Linked DNA regions of Sus scrofa: regions 2, 3 and 4 are each linked to region 1. The links are chromatin contacts, called in public HiChIP or PLAC-seq maps. All regions are on one chromosome and are shown on one strand. The core of a region is the stretch at or near the end of the contact, and the rest is flanking DNA. Distances in the headings are between cores, read along the strand shown.

Evidence for each region. HiChIP or PLAC-seq counts read pairs in DNA pulled down with a chosen protein or histone mark.
Region 2: an H3K27ac HiChIP or PLAC-seq map of skeletal muscle shows a contact between it and region 1, with 8 times the contacts expected there. The contact joins the enhancer-like site here to the promoter of MAFB in region 1. A contact is called at or near these places in 2 of 5 promoter capture datasets (fetal skeletal muscle and skeletal muscle), 8 of 47 Hi-C or Micro-C datasets (alveolar macrophages, embryonic fibroblasts, heart right ventricle and 3 more) and 2 of 2 datasets of contacts at active chromatin or transcription factors (alveolar macrophages and skeletal muscle).
Region 3: a contact with region 1 is called in an H3K27ac HiChIP or PLAC-seq map of skeletal muscle. The contact joins the enhancer-like site here to the promoter of MAFB in region 1. A contact is called at or near these places in 2 of 5 promoter capture datasets (fetal skeletal muscle and skeletal muscle), 4 of 47 Hi-C or Micro-C datasets (heart right ventricle, psoas muscle and skeletal muscle) and 2 of 2 datasets of contacts at active chromatin or transcription factors (alveolar macrophages and skeletal muscle).
Region 4: a contact with region 1 is called in an H3K27ac HiChIP or PLAC-seq map of alveolar macrophages. The contact joins the promoter of TOP1 here to the promoter of MAFB in region 1. A contact is called at or near these places in 1 of 47 Hi-C or Micro-C datasets (heart right ventricle) and 1 of 2 datasets of contacts at active chromatin or transcription factors (alveolar macrophages).

The regions. Positions count from the first base shown.
Region 1 is chr17:43,410,389-43,413,335 of Sscrofa11.1, forward strand. MAFB (transcription factor MafB) reads right to left here and starts at 1,394. Exons shown (of 1, transcript XM_013985377.2): 1 at 1-1,394. The coding sequence starts at 971.
Region 2 is chr17:43,044,322-43,047,268 of Sscrofa11.1, forward strand. No RefSeq gene overlaps it. Among named protein-coding and RNA genes, the nearest start is that of MAFB, 370 kb to the right of the region's middle. Within about 2 kb of position 1,405, at least 13 of the 83 cell types and tissues checked have an H3K27ac peak or open chromatin away from gene starts, as enhancers often do. A contact at or near this core is called in fetal skeletal muscle and skeletal muscle, where this site is marked.
Region 3 is chr17:43,062,210-43,065,156 of Sscrofa11.1, forward strand. No RefSeq gene overlaps it. Among named protein-coding and RNA genes, the nearest start is that of MAFB, 350 kb to the right of the region's middle. Within about 2 kb of position 1,507, at least 3 of the 83 cell types and tissues checked have an H3K27ac peak or open chromatin away from gene starts, as enhancers often do. A contact at or near this core is called in alveolar macrophages, fetal skeletal muscle and skeletal muscle, where this site is marked.
Region 4 is chr17:43,708,844-43,711,790 of Sscrofa11.1, forward strand. It overlaps TOP1 (DNA topoisomerase 1), which reads left to right and starts at 1,427. Exons shown (of 21, transcript XM_021078395.1): 1 at 1,427-1,769; 2 at 2,093-2,117. The coding sequence starts at 1,737.

The DNA of each region.
Region 1 (2,947 bases), core at 144-2,643:
CACAGAAAGAACTCGGGAGAGGAGGGGCTGTCGCTGGTGGAGCCCGCCTCCCTGAAGCCGGAGTTGGCGAGTTTCTCACACTTGACCTTGTAGGCGTCTCTTTCGCGGGCCAGCCGGGACACCTCCTGCTTAAGCTGCTCCACCTGCTGAATGAGCTGTGTCTTCTCATTCTCCAGGTGGTGCTTCTGCTGGACGCGTTTATACCTGCACGACTGGGCGTAGCCCCGGTTCTTCAGGGTCCGCCGCTTCTGCTTCAGGCGGATCACCTCGTCCTTGGTGAAGCCCCGCAGGTGGCGGTTCAGCTCGCGCACGGACATGGACACGAGCTGGTCGTCAGAGAAGCGGTCCTCCACGCTGCCGCTACCGCCAGCCGCCGTCGCGGTGGCCGCCGCGTGCGGCCCAGGCCCGGGATGGCTGGTGGGCAGCTGCTGCGCGGGGCTGGCCGCGCTGGACGGCGGTGGCGATGCTTGGTGATGATGGTGATGGTGTGGATGCGCGTGCGGGCCCAGCTCGTCGTGGGCCACACCGGCGCCCGGGTAAGCGTGGTGCGGGTGTGGGTGGTGGTGGTGATGGTGGTGGTGCGCGCCTCGGAAGCCGTCGAAGCTCTGCAACGGCTGTGGCACTGGGTGCGAGCCGATGAGCGCCTCCACCGCGTCTTCGGGCGTCAGGTTGAGCGCCTCGGGGTTCATCTGCTGGTAGTTGCTCGCCATCCAGTACAGGTCCTCGAGGTGGGTCTTCTGTTCGGTGGGGCTGAAGCTGGGCGACGAGGGCACCGAGCTGCACGGCGTGCTGAGAGGTGTAGACGACACCGAGCCAGCTGGCTGCAGGCGCGTGCAGGGCCGGCCCGGGCGCTCCGCGCGCCCCAGCGGCTCCTTCTTTACGTCGAACTTGAGCAGGTCGAAGTCGTTGACGTACTCCATGGCCAGCGGGCTGGTGGGCAGCTCGGGCCCCATGCTCAGCTCCGCGGCCATCGCTCACGCGAGGCGCAGTCGCCGCTGCCGCCCGGGAAACTTTGCGACCGGCCGGGACGCGCCGAGCCGGGAGCGGGGGCGAAGAGCGGCGAGCCCGGGAGGCGGGGAGCCGAGGGCTCAGCGGGCCGGGGCCGCCGGCCAAGCCTTTGTCTGGGGACGCGGCGGCGCGCCGGAGAGTCCCGAGGCTGCCTGCGCCGCCCCAGAGCTCAGGGATGTGGCCGCGCCGGGGCCGGGACGGCCTGGGAGGGGTGGAGAAGCGAGCGGGACGCGGGGGCTGAACCGAGGGGAGGCGCCGGGCGAGCGCCCGCGGCTCGCTCTCTAGCTCTCTTGCTGTTGGTCTCTCTCGATCGCAGCCGCTCGCAGCCCGGCGGTGCAGCTGTGCGGGATCCGGCGCCGCCACTGCCTTTTATCGCCTCCCTGATGTCACTGGGGCGCGGGGGCCCGGGCGGCCCAGAGCGCTGGCCAATGGCTGCACGGGCCCCACGGCCCGGCGGCGCAGGGCGGGGCGCGCCTGACAGCTCCTCCGCCCCCAGTGTCAGCTGACTGGCGGCGCGAGCAGCCGAAGAGCCGCTGAGGCCTGGCGGAGGGCTGGAGCCAAGTGGGACCGCCGGCCCGGGCCCAGCCCCCACCCCCTCGGAGTCCTGGTCTCCGCCAGCTCTTCGGTGCCCCCCCCCCACCTTATCCACCCCTTCGCGCGCTCTCCTCCTTCTTTACCCTTGTGCCCCCTCCCCTCCCACCAGCCCATATCAACCCCCAGGAGGCTCAGAATGAGCGCCGGGATGGCACCTCTCTGGCCCATTGTTCCCTAGCGTCCCCCGCCCAGTGGGGGACGCTCCGTGTGCCGCTGGGTCTCGGGCCGGTGTATGCGGTGCAAGGCTGTGTTTCTACAGATCTGCTCGCGTTTGTGTGTTGCGGGGTGGGGTGGGGGGGCGAGGTCGGGGCTCCAAGAGTTGTGTTCAGATCCAACTCTTAACCTCCTCGGGCCAAGCAGGGTCTGCCCCCCTCCTGGAGGGTGCAGTGCCCGGGCCCGGATTTAGAACTCCGCTGGCCGCGCAGCTCCCTGCTCACCCCACCCACAAATGCACAAGATGAAGGGAGCTGGGAAGGAATCGGCCCAAAGGCTCAGAAGCCCTCTCCCAGGCAAATGCACGGAACCCTGAATTCGCCGAGGCTGGGGGCTGAGGCCAGCCCAGGACGGTGCTCCGGGTGGCTCTTGGCTGCTGCGAATCCGGCCCTGTTTTTGTTTGAACGTTTTGTAACGATTAAGCAGATCCCGGCGTCAGCCCAAGGTGGAGAGGCTCAAACAGGCATAAAGTGCGACCCCAAGTGGCCACTTCGCGCAAAGGCGCGCTGAACCGCGGGACCCGCAGCAGAAAGGCTCGGCCGACGCCTGAGACCCAACTGGGTCTCCCCAACACGCCCAATTCAACCTGGCCCAGAAAGTAGGCTGTGTGCGCACCGGAGCTCAGGACAGGTTCCTCTGGGGCCACGCACAGGTTCTCGGTTCGGTTCTCGGACTCAGTCGCGATTTCCGCGCTGATGTCCCCCATGGAACTCTGTGCCCCAGCTGGGGGTGGGGGCGGGGGTGGGGAGATGCCCGGCGGCAGCTCCTTGAGCTGGAAACTCCTAGGCAGAGTTAGGCCGAGGGCCGAAAGAGGAAATGCTCCAGCCAGGGGCCCCAGAGCTGTGCAATGAGAAACCTCCGCTAAGCGCAGACGGGGACCCCGGAGCGTACCGTACTAAAGGCATTGAGACAGGGCTCCCGCTCTGCGCGCTTTTCTATCTGGTCCAGGATGGCCCGAAATATGAGCTCCCAAAACCCCGGCCCGGGCAAAGAAACGGAGAAACCGCAAATTCGCTGGACGCGGAGACCCGACCCGCCTCCCGCGTCGCCTTCTGCTCTTCAGCTTTGGGCGCGCGCAGTGAAGGGCAGGAGAAGCGCGCACTGGGTGAGTGTGTCCAGGCTGCTGCCTCTG
Region 2 (2,947 bases), core at 155-2,654, 370 kb before region 1:
AAGGTCTGTGAGGTGCTGGCCTGCCTGTAAGACATGGCCCCTGCCCTTGTTCCTCGTCTGTGGATGAGGCAAATCCCTCCAATGGCTGCCATGTGGGGGTGACTCCACTTGTGAGCAATTGTGCTACACTGAGACCCACAAAATGAGGTCACCAGATAAACTCAGCCCCACAACAAGTCTGTCCCAGGTATAAACATTTCCCAAGTCCTTTCGTGAGCTCAGAGCAGTGTGGGGTGCCTCCAAAGGGAAGCACCTTTATGTCTTTATCTTGTTTGATGCTCCCATTAGCCTCTCACATATGTGCAGCAGGGAAGTTTCTTACAGGTCCAGCTAGGTCCCAGGGATATGGTGATTAGCAGAAATCAAGATGGCTGTCTCAGAATCCAATAAAAGAGATGTGTGTTCATCAGCTAGTCGCATCTACAATTGGGCTCTTCCAAAGTGATTTACACCTTCCGCAGGAGCGGACCGGAGTCCTCTGCAAGTTCCAGGAAGCATAGCATCATGGTTAAGATTGGAGACCTTGGAGCCAGTTGACTTGGGGTCAGATCTCTGCTCTGACAGTTGTGCTGTGAGACCTTGGCCAAATGATTTGGTCTTTCTGTACCTCATCTGTAAAACAAGGCTAATAATAGCACCTACATCATGCCGTCTTTATAGGATTAAGTGAGATCATATTTGTGAAACACCTGGAATGGTGCAGAGGAAGGATGTAGCTAAGGAACCCCCAACTAAGGAGCCCTGGGCAGGGGAGGTCATTATTCTGACCTAGCTGATGAGGGGATAGAGATCAGGGAGATGATCTGACTCTCTCCAAGTCCCCTGCTCTGTGTCAAGGGTGGCTAAGCCTGTCCCTTCCCAAACCTGGCCCTCTGCCGCCTTTGCTGGGCCGCCTACTGACTTGGCAGAGGGACTCATCAGGGAGGCCCAGCCTCAGGCACGGCTCACTCTCACCTCCACAGAAGCAGCCTCCCTATCATAACACATCTCTGTTTAAGAAACATAAACCACCCTTTGGCAGCTTCTCAAGTAAATGTCAGAGTCAATAAAGAGCTCCCTCCCCTCACCCCACTTTCCAGCCTGGACCGCAAGCCTCAGCCTTATGGGGAAACACATGGGAACTCACTCAACAGGTTTCCCCACCAGGCACGCCAGAACGGGCAGGCCCCAAGGAGCCCAGGCTGGGAGGACCCACTCTCCGAGCTGCCAGTGCCCCCGCTGACCCAGCGCAGGCAGTCTCCCTTTCCTCCTGTCTGAACCTGCTGCCCCTAGAGGGGCTGATGTCACTAATCCCGCCCATGTAGCTGCAGGCCACCTCAGGCTCCCAGCACCGATTACTCCCCCACCCCTGCCCAGCTCTGCCCAGGGCCTGCCTCCTCCCTGCTGGCTTCTCTCCAGCCATGGCTGAGAGCCCAGGTTGAGAAAGTGAAGGCCTGGCCCAGTGGTGAGCATCTCAGCCAGGCGACCTAGCCCGAGCATGACAAATAATATCTCTACTTGTCTAACCTGGCAGTGAGAACTGGGCCAAAGGGCCAAGTCCCAAATCTGGGTCTTCAAAGAATAGAAGAGACCCTGGAAACTAGATGACAACATCAGAACAAGCTCCAAATCTCTAAGGAATTATTCCAAGAAGAAATCACACCCAATTCCCAAACTGTGAGTGTAAATGGCTACTCAGAAAACCATTAGCTGTGCCTACCCTTCCATTTCTAATTAGCAACCTCCTTGCACCCCTGGACTATATTGGGGACAGATCATGTTCACATTCTCTTAAGGTGGAAGCTGAGGCCATACTGATGGAAGCTGAGGCCATACTGAGGGCTCCTGAGGACAGCAAAGGTGGTGAGGAAGCAGGTGCTTGGCTCAGAATTGGCAGAACAAGCCAGGGACTCCAGAGTGCAATCAGATTCAGCACAAGGAAAAAAAAAAAAAGCATAAAAACAGTAACAACAGCTGACATTTTATGCTAAATGTTTTATATACATGGGCCCATTGAAACCTCACAACCACTCGGAAAGGTCAATGTTGATATTTTCCACTCTACAGATGAGGAAAGATGAGTCTGATAGAGAAGTGCTCGCCCAAGGCTATTTAGATGAAGATGGCAGCCCTCATGCAAACCCAATATGCCGAACTCCTGGGCAGACCCTCATGAATAGTAGCTGGTCAGCATTCCCCCTGCTTCTGCTTGTGAAGGGTCATGGTTCCACCAACAACAGGAACCAATTTCTCTGCTTCTGTTACCCTCACCTGGATCTTTAAAGCTCTAGATCCAATGCCAGACATGTAAATTTGACATCTCCTTGTTGGGCGCTGGGAACTGATCCAATATTAGTCATTGGCCAGGTAACCAGCAGCATGGGAGTTCTGGAGTCAGACATGAGCATGTTACCCATCCGCACAACAGATGGACTGGGTGGCCTTGGTAATTTTCATATACTTCTTTAAACTGTAGGCTTCATATCTATAAACCCAGGGCAATCCTCATTACGATAGTGGGCAGGGCAGGGGTGGGTAAGGTGGCATATACATCTGAAATTCTGTAGTCAGCTAGACTGCAAACTCTTTGAAGGAAGGAAGCAGTTATATCTGCTGTATTCATAGCATCTAGTCTTCTATCTGATACATGCTTTGCTCAATAAATTTCTGTTGAAGGATGCACGGATAAATGTGTTGAGGGTGACGTATACAGTCCATGGGAAACAACACATATGACCATGGATGGTGCTTGGCTAAACAAACGTGAGGACTTGCATGGAATAGAATGCTAGGTAGTCATTTTAAAAAGGGGGGAGGGAATGCAGCTCTCTATGTAATCATGAAAGGTGGAGTTACCTTCGTGGCTCAACAGAAATGAATCTGACTAGCATCCATGAGGATGTGGGTTCAATCCCTGGCCTTTCTCAGTGGGTTATGGATCTGTTGTAGCCGTGAGCTGTGGTGTCTC
Region 3 (2,947 bases), core at 257-2,756, 350 kb before region 1:
CATAGCTCATGGCAATGCCAGATCCTTAACCCACTGAGCCAGCCCAAGGATCAAACCCAAATCCTTGTGGTTCCTAGTCTGGTTTCCTTCTGCTGAGACATGACAGGAACTCCTCTTATAACATTTTTTTTTTTTAAAGTGAGAATTGCAACAATTTTTATTTGTTATTTGTTATTTATTTGTATTTATGTATTTATTTATTTCGCTTTTTAGGGCCTCACCCGAGACATATGGAGGTTCCCAGGCTAGGGGTCCAATCAACATGAACCTGCAACCTCATGGTTCCTAGTTAGATTCGTTTCTGCTGTGCCACGATGGGAACTCCTCCTCTTGCAACATTTTTTAATGTCCCATGTGGGTTTCTCCACAGTCGCAGTCACCCTACATCTAACCTAGAGGAACCTAATAGATACTTGTAGTTGTAGGAGAAATTGGAGGATGGTGGCTGGACTCACCTCCAGCTTGGAGACATGGACTCTTTGCTGGAAAGATACATCTAACTGGGAAAGAATGCAAGTGTGGCTAATCTTTGATCCTGTTTGAAGAGGAAAGCCTGACAATGAAATCCATACTGATAATGTCATTGAAAGGGCTCCTATTTCCTGGGAATCTCCAGTCTGAACCAATTTCCATTTGTCCCTCCCCATTCTCTCTATTTTTGCCTGGACTCGTCAAGGATGGCATAATCATAATTGAAGGGACAAATATCACCACAGTTTGATATTGGCCAAAAAAAAAAGGGGGGGGGGTTGCTAACATAGTCATTAACAGGAAAAAGCTTTAAAATCAGCCTGCCCATGGATTCACATATGGGAGGAACTTAGAACAGTGTGTCACAGAGAAAGTGCTTCTTATGTGTTGGTTGTTATTATTTTTTTATTTCTATTAAAATTGAAGTACTGTATTTCAGCTCTAAATGTGTCTGTCCAGCATCTCCAACCCTCCAGCCAAGACAGCCTTATATTTTCCATGAGAAGCAGCAAGACTTACTCTTGCTGTCTTAAACGCAGGGTTCCCTGCAGAGCGGGTTTCTCTGTGACCACCCAGTCAGTGTCTGCTTTGCATGCGGGCACCTTGTTTAGAACTAATGCCCCGTCCTGACCTTCAATCCATTTGGCTTGGGCTTGGACACCTGTTCCAGCCTTAACAGCCTCTCCCCACACATCCATGCCATTTCCCAAAGCAGGCAGTCCGCCCAGAGCCTGACCTGGCTTGACTGCCACTCCTAGGCGACTGCCTCCAGATCAGACCTTTTTAGACTTTCTTTCTAGACCAGCTCACAGCCTGATCACCACGCCCCTTTCTCATCTAATTCAACACAAGCCCTGCCCCCACCTGGATACATCCTTTCCCAACAAGCCTGAGTATCTGAATTCCCAACCTGACCCCATTCAAGGCATGATACTCGGGATCTTGGAACTCTAAACCCCCCGCTGTATAGATGAGGCTTGGTGGCTGAGGGCGGGGAGTGCATTCCCCCATGTCACACCCTGAGTGTATGACAGATGTAGGAAAAAACCCCAGCCCATGAGGAACATTTGTCTTGGAATATTGTTACGATTCCAGAAGCTATGGCTTATGTTTCCTCAGCTTGTCCTCACACAACCTCTGAGAGAACTTCTTTCTGAGACCATGCTGAGCAGGTAATTCCTTCCCTCGAAGTAGTCAAGGTCCTCGGATGCAAATGTCCTTCTCACTTTGGTGTTCAGGAATTGTCAGAGCATTGTGGTCCACCGGAGCCTGTGGAGGCGGAAAGAGAGTAAGAGAACAATCACTGGATCCATGAAGCAGTAAAAAAAAAAAAAAAAAAAAAAAAAGAAAGAAAAGAAAAAAAAAAAAGAACATCAAAGCTTCCTTTGGCTTTCTGTGAGCTGATAAAAAAAATCAGGGAGGGGACCAAGGTATCCATATAATTGTTTCAATTCTCCACAGTGTGTTGGTCCTCTGTCAGAGCCTATTAATTGACACACTGAGACATCTGAACATCCATAGGCGTCCTTATGATCACATCCAGACCAGCATAGACATGTGCCTGGAAAATGTACAGAAAGCCCCAATTTAGGAGGGCTATGGCCCTTTGGGGCTGAGGGGTCCTTCCATATTTGACTCTCTGCTGCCAAACTGTGTTTCCAATCCTGGGCATTTCCATCCTGGCCGTTTTCTGAATTAGGCCAAAATAAAGTACCAGAGGAAAGAGTCCTGGACTTGACATAATTTTGAGTCTCATCTCCTCTATCTATTTCATATAACCCATGGGGACCACAGTGTCTTGCTCTTAAAATTAAGAAGGAAGGGAGAAAGGGGGAGGAAGAAAGGGAGGGAAGGAGAGAGGGAGAAAAAAAAGAAAGAGGAAGGAAGGAAGGAAGGAAGGGAGGAAGGCAGGCGGGCAAAGGTGCTTTGCATGTTGCAAAAATGTAACAAAAATATTCAACTTCCTCTTTGACTATGCAGCAAAGATCCTCCAAGAAGAGCAGAAAATAGAGGATGTCAGATGTGAATAGATGGTGGGGATACACAGTCTCAAATGTTCGATTCCCTCATCTGCAAAGTGGAAACAAGAATAATATCACTTTATAAGGGTGTTTTAAGATGCGGAAGATAACGATGGGCGGGCGTATATGGTGACTAATTAAAAATACAAGTCATGTTTTGAAAACATGAACTCTAGTAGAACATTCCTTGCTGCTCCACCTGATCTTGGGAGGCATTAAGTCTATTTGCAGCTCCCCTGAAATGACGTGATGAGGTCCTTCCCTGAATTCAGAGGTGTTTTTGAGATAAGTTTCTCAGATTCCAAGCAGTCTTTTCTAAAGGCCTTAGGTCAACTGAAGGGAATGAGCAGGCAAGAAATAACTGGAAATGCTCACTTACAAGATGAAGGAGGCCCCCCACGGTCGGCGTATGGCACGAAGCAGACCAGCCTCTTCCTCCTTCCCCTCACACCTCC
Region 4 (2,947 bases), core at 177-2,676, 300 kb after region 1:
TAGGGGTTCAGAGAAGTTAAACAACTTTCCTGAAGTCACACAGCTAATCAACAGAAGAGCAGAATTCAAAATTAGATTGGTTTATGGAGTTCTCTCTTGGTCCAGTGGGTTAAGAATCCTGGGTTGTCATTGCTGTGGCTCTGGTTACAATTGTAGCACGTTTCATCCCCAGACAGGGAACTTCCGCATGCATGAGTGTGACCAGGAAGAAAAAAAAAAAAAAAGAACTTTGAACTTTGTACTAAGATGAGAAGTACTGTTGGAGGGGATAATAGATCTGGTGTAGAGAAATTACTTTGGCTACTGTTGCAGAGCAACTTGTGAGAGGGCCAGAAGGGAAGCAGGGATCCCTGTTAGGAATGTATTATGTAGTATAATCCAAGCAAGAGATAATGCAGACTTCGACAGGTGTGTGGCCAAGGGAAAGATTGAAAACATGCAATCAGCTGGATGAATGAGAAAGAAAAGGAAGATGTCCAGGGTGGAGCTTTTCTAACTGGGTGGTGGAGGAAGATGGTGAGTTTAGGGAAGTTTGTGAGGTATCCAAAAGGAGATGTCAAGTAGGCAGTTAGTAGGTCACTTATCTCTGACACAATTAAACTTTAGTAAAATAGGCGACCTCAAAGAGCTATTGTGTCAAATCAGAGCAGAGTAGATGCTCCATAAGCGGCAGTTCTCTCTCCAATTCCTCTCCCCTAGGCCTCTTTGCGCGCTAAGGATACAGCAGGGCACAGAGCCAGGTCGTGTTCACCCCGCGATCTGGTTCTCTTTGGTCCCTATCCTATCCTTTTTCTTAACGCAATTCCTGGCTCAGGAAGGTCTGAAGAAAGAACTAATGAAATTAGGCCTCTTGAGACCCAGGGCCACACGTACCCGACTGAAAACGGGAGCTAAACCAGACTTTTGGTGGGCTGAAAAAAAATAAAATAAATTTTAAGAAAGCATGAAATAATCGAGGAATTGGAAAGCCTGGACAAAGGCTGGGGAAGGAGCTCCTCCCATCAAATAGCCTCGGAGTATGGTTAACGAGAGAGGAATAGCCGGTGAGAGCTCAGGGGCCCTGAACGCCAGGGTTTCTGAATCTCCGAGAAGAGGAAAAAGCGAGACAGAAGCACGGACCAGGCCTGGCGCGGTCCCGCCGCGGCCTTTAAAGGCCCACCACGTGGCCGAGTGGCCGGCCCCGGTCCGGAGGCGGTGTCCGGGCTGAGCCTGCGCACAGCCTAGGGGAGGGGCCTGGTTTCCGAGAAAAGGCGCTGGGAGAGGAAAAGAAGGCTGCTCAGGATGTGCGGCCGTGGGAGGAGTCAACTTCTCATGCAAATCACAGCGGCGCGCGAGGACTAAGGGGCGGGGCTTACGATGCAAAGCCAGGTCCTCCTTGGGAAGTGCGAGGGGGCGGGCCCCACAACCCTCGGCCTCCTTCCGCGAGTCTCTGACGTCAGCGACGTCTCATTTAAAAGCGGCCGCGCAGGCGCAGTGAGCCGAAATGCGAACTTAGGCTGTTACACAACTGCTGGGGTCTGCTCTCGCCTCCCGCCCGGCAGTCAGTCAGCGTCGCCGCCGCTGTCGCCGCCTCAGCCTTACCGGGAGTCTCAGGCCCGCCCCGCCGACGTTTACTCGCGCTTCCGGGAGCCTTCGGGAGCCTCCGGAAGCCCCTGTCCACCCGCACAGGCCGGTAGCGACCGTCTGCGTCTCCTCGGCGCCCCTCGCCGCCCGCCGCACTCGCCACTCCTGCCGACATGAGTGGGGACCATCTCCACACCGATTCCCAGGTACGGCCCTGCCCGACCCGCCTGGGTCCCCGGCGCCGCCCCGGCCCTCCAAGACCCCCGGCGCAGGCCCCGGCCTCGGCCTGGCCGCTTTGACAGGCCGGAACCCCTGGGTAGGGGCGGCCGGCCGGAGGCGATGGGCTCCCCGGGCGGAAGCCGCCAACTTCCAATTTTGGGGGGCTGGCGGGCCCTGGCGGCCGTTCCCGGGGCCCCTCCATCCCGGGGGGCGCAGGGTGGGACCGGCCCACGGCCGCGCGCGCTCGCCCGCCGGCCGCCGCGGGGTGAATGTGCCTGTTGTTTCACGGTCCCTCCTTTTCTCTCCCCAGATCGAGGCGGATTTCCGACTGAATGGTGAGTGTGCCCCCTCCCCGACCCCGGGTCCCCGGCCGCCCGGCCCGAGCCGGGCAGAGGACAGACATGGCGTCCCAGAGACTAAGTCCCGGCTTCTCGCTCACCGGCCCCATTGTTCCCATCGGGCCGCCTCTGGACCCCCTTTCCGGGGACCCCACTGCCCCCATATCGCGGCCCTCCCAAGAGGGGGCAACGGAGACCCCGCGTCGCCCGTCACCGGGCGTCGGGCAGCCTTTCCGGGCCCGGATTCCTCCCGGGAAAGTCGCCCTGTCGACAGTCGGGACTTAGTCTCTGCGCCATTTTCTTTTTCTCTCTCCTCTCCTTTCTGTGCTTGTGTCTCTTTCTCTCCCTCCCTCGGCTCCTTCCCTGAGCTGCCCAGAAAGAGCTTTCTGCAGAGCAAAGCCATATAAATCACAGACCTCAGCAGAGGGAAGGGTGGGAGCCTGAATTGTTACTATTTTTTTCCAAAGAGAACTTTATTTGAGGGGTTATTCCCCTACTGCTTCTTGTTTGTTTCCTTTTCTGCTTCCAGAATGAAAGATACCCTTGAGCAACTGTTGATCCCCCCACCCCTTCGGTGAGATGTTTGATGGTTAGAATTAGGGCTCTAAAACTAAAGCCCTCCTTTGTGGAGTTCTTCACCTTTTGAGATTGCTTTCCCCAAGTTGTGTTCTTTGCCAGGGTAGTGGTATCTACTTTCAGAAAGTTTACAAGTTGTCTGTGGGCCATCCAATGTTGGACTTGGGCATATAGATTTTTTTTTTTTTTAAGTAAAGTAACACCGACTAGAACTTTTCATTGGGGCTGAGATTCCCAAAGCAGTGTTTTTC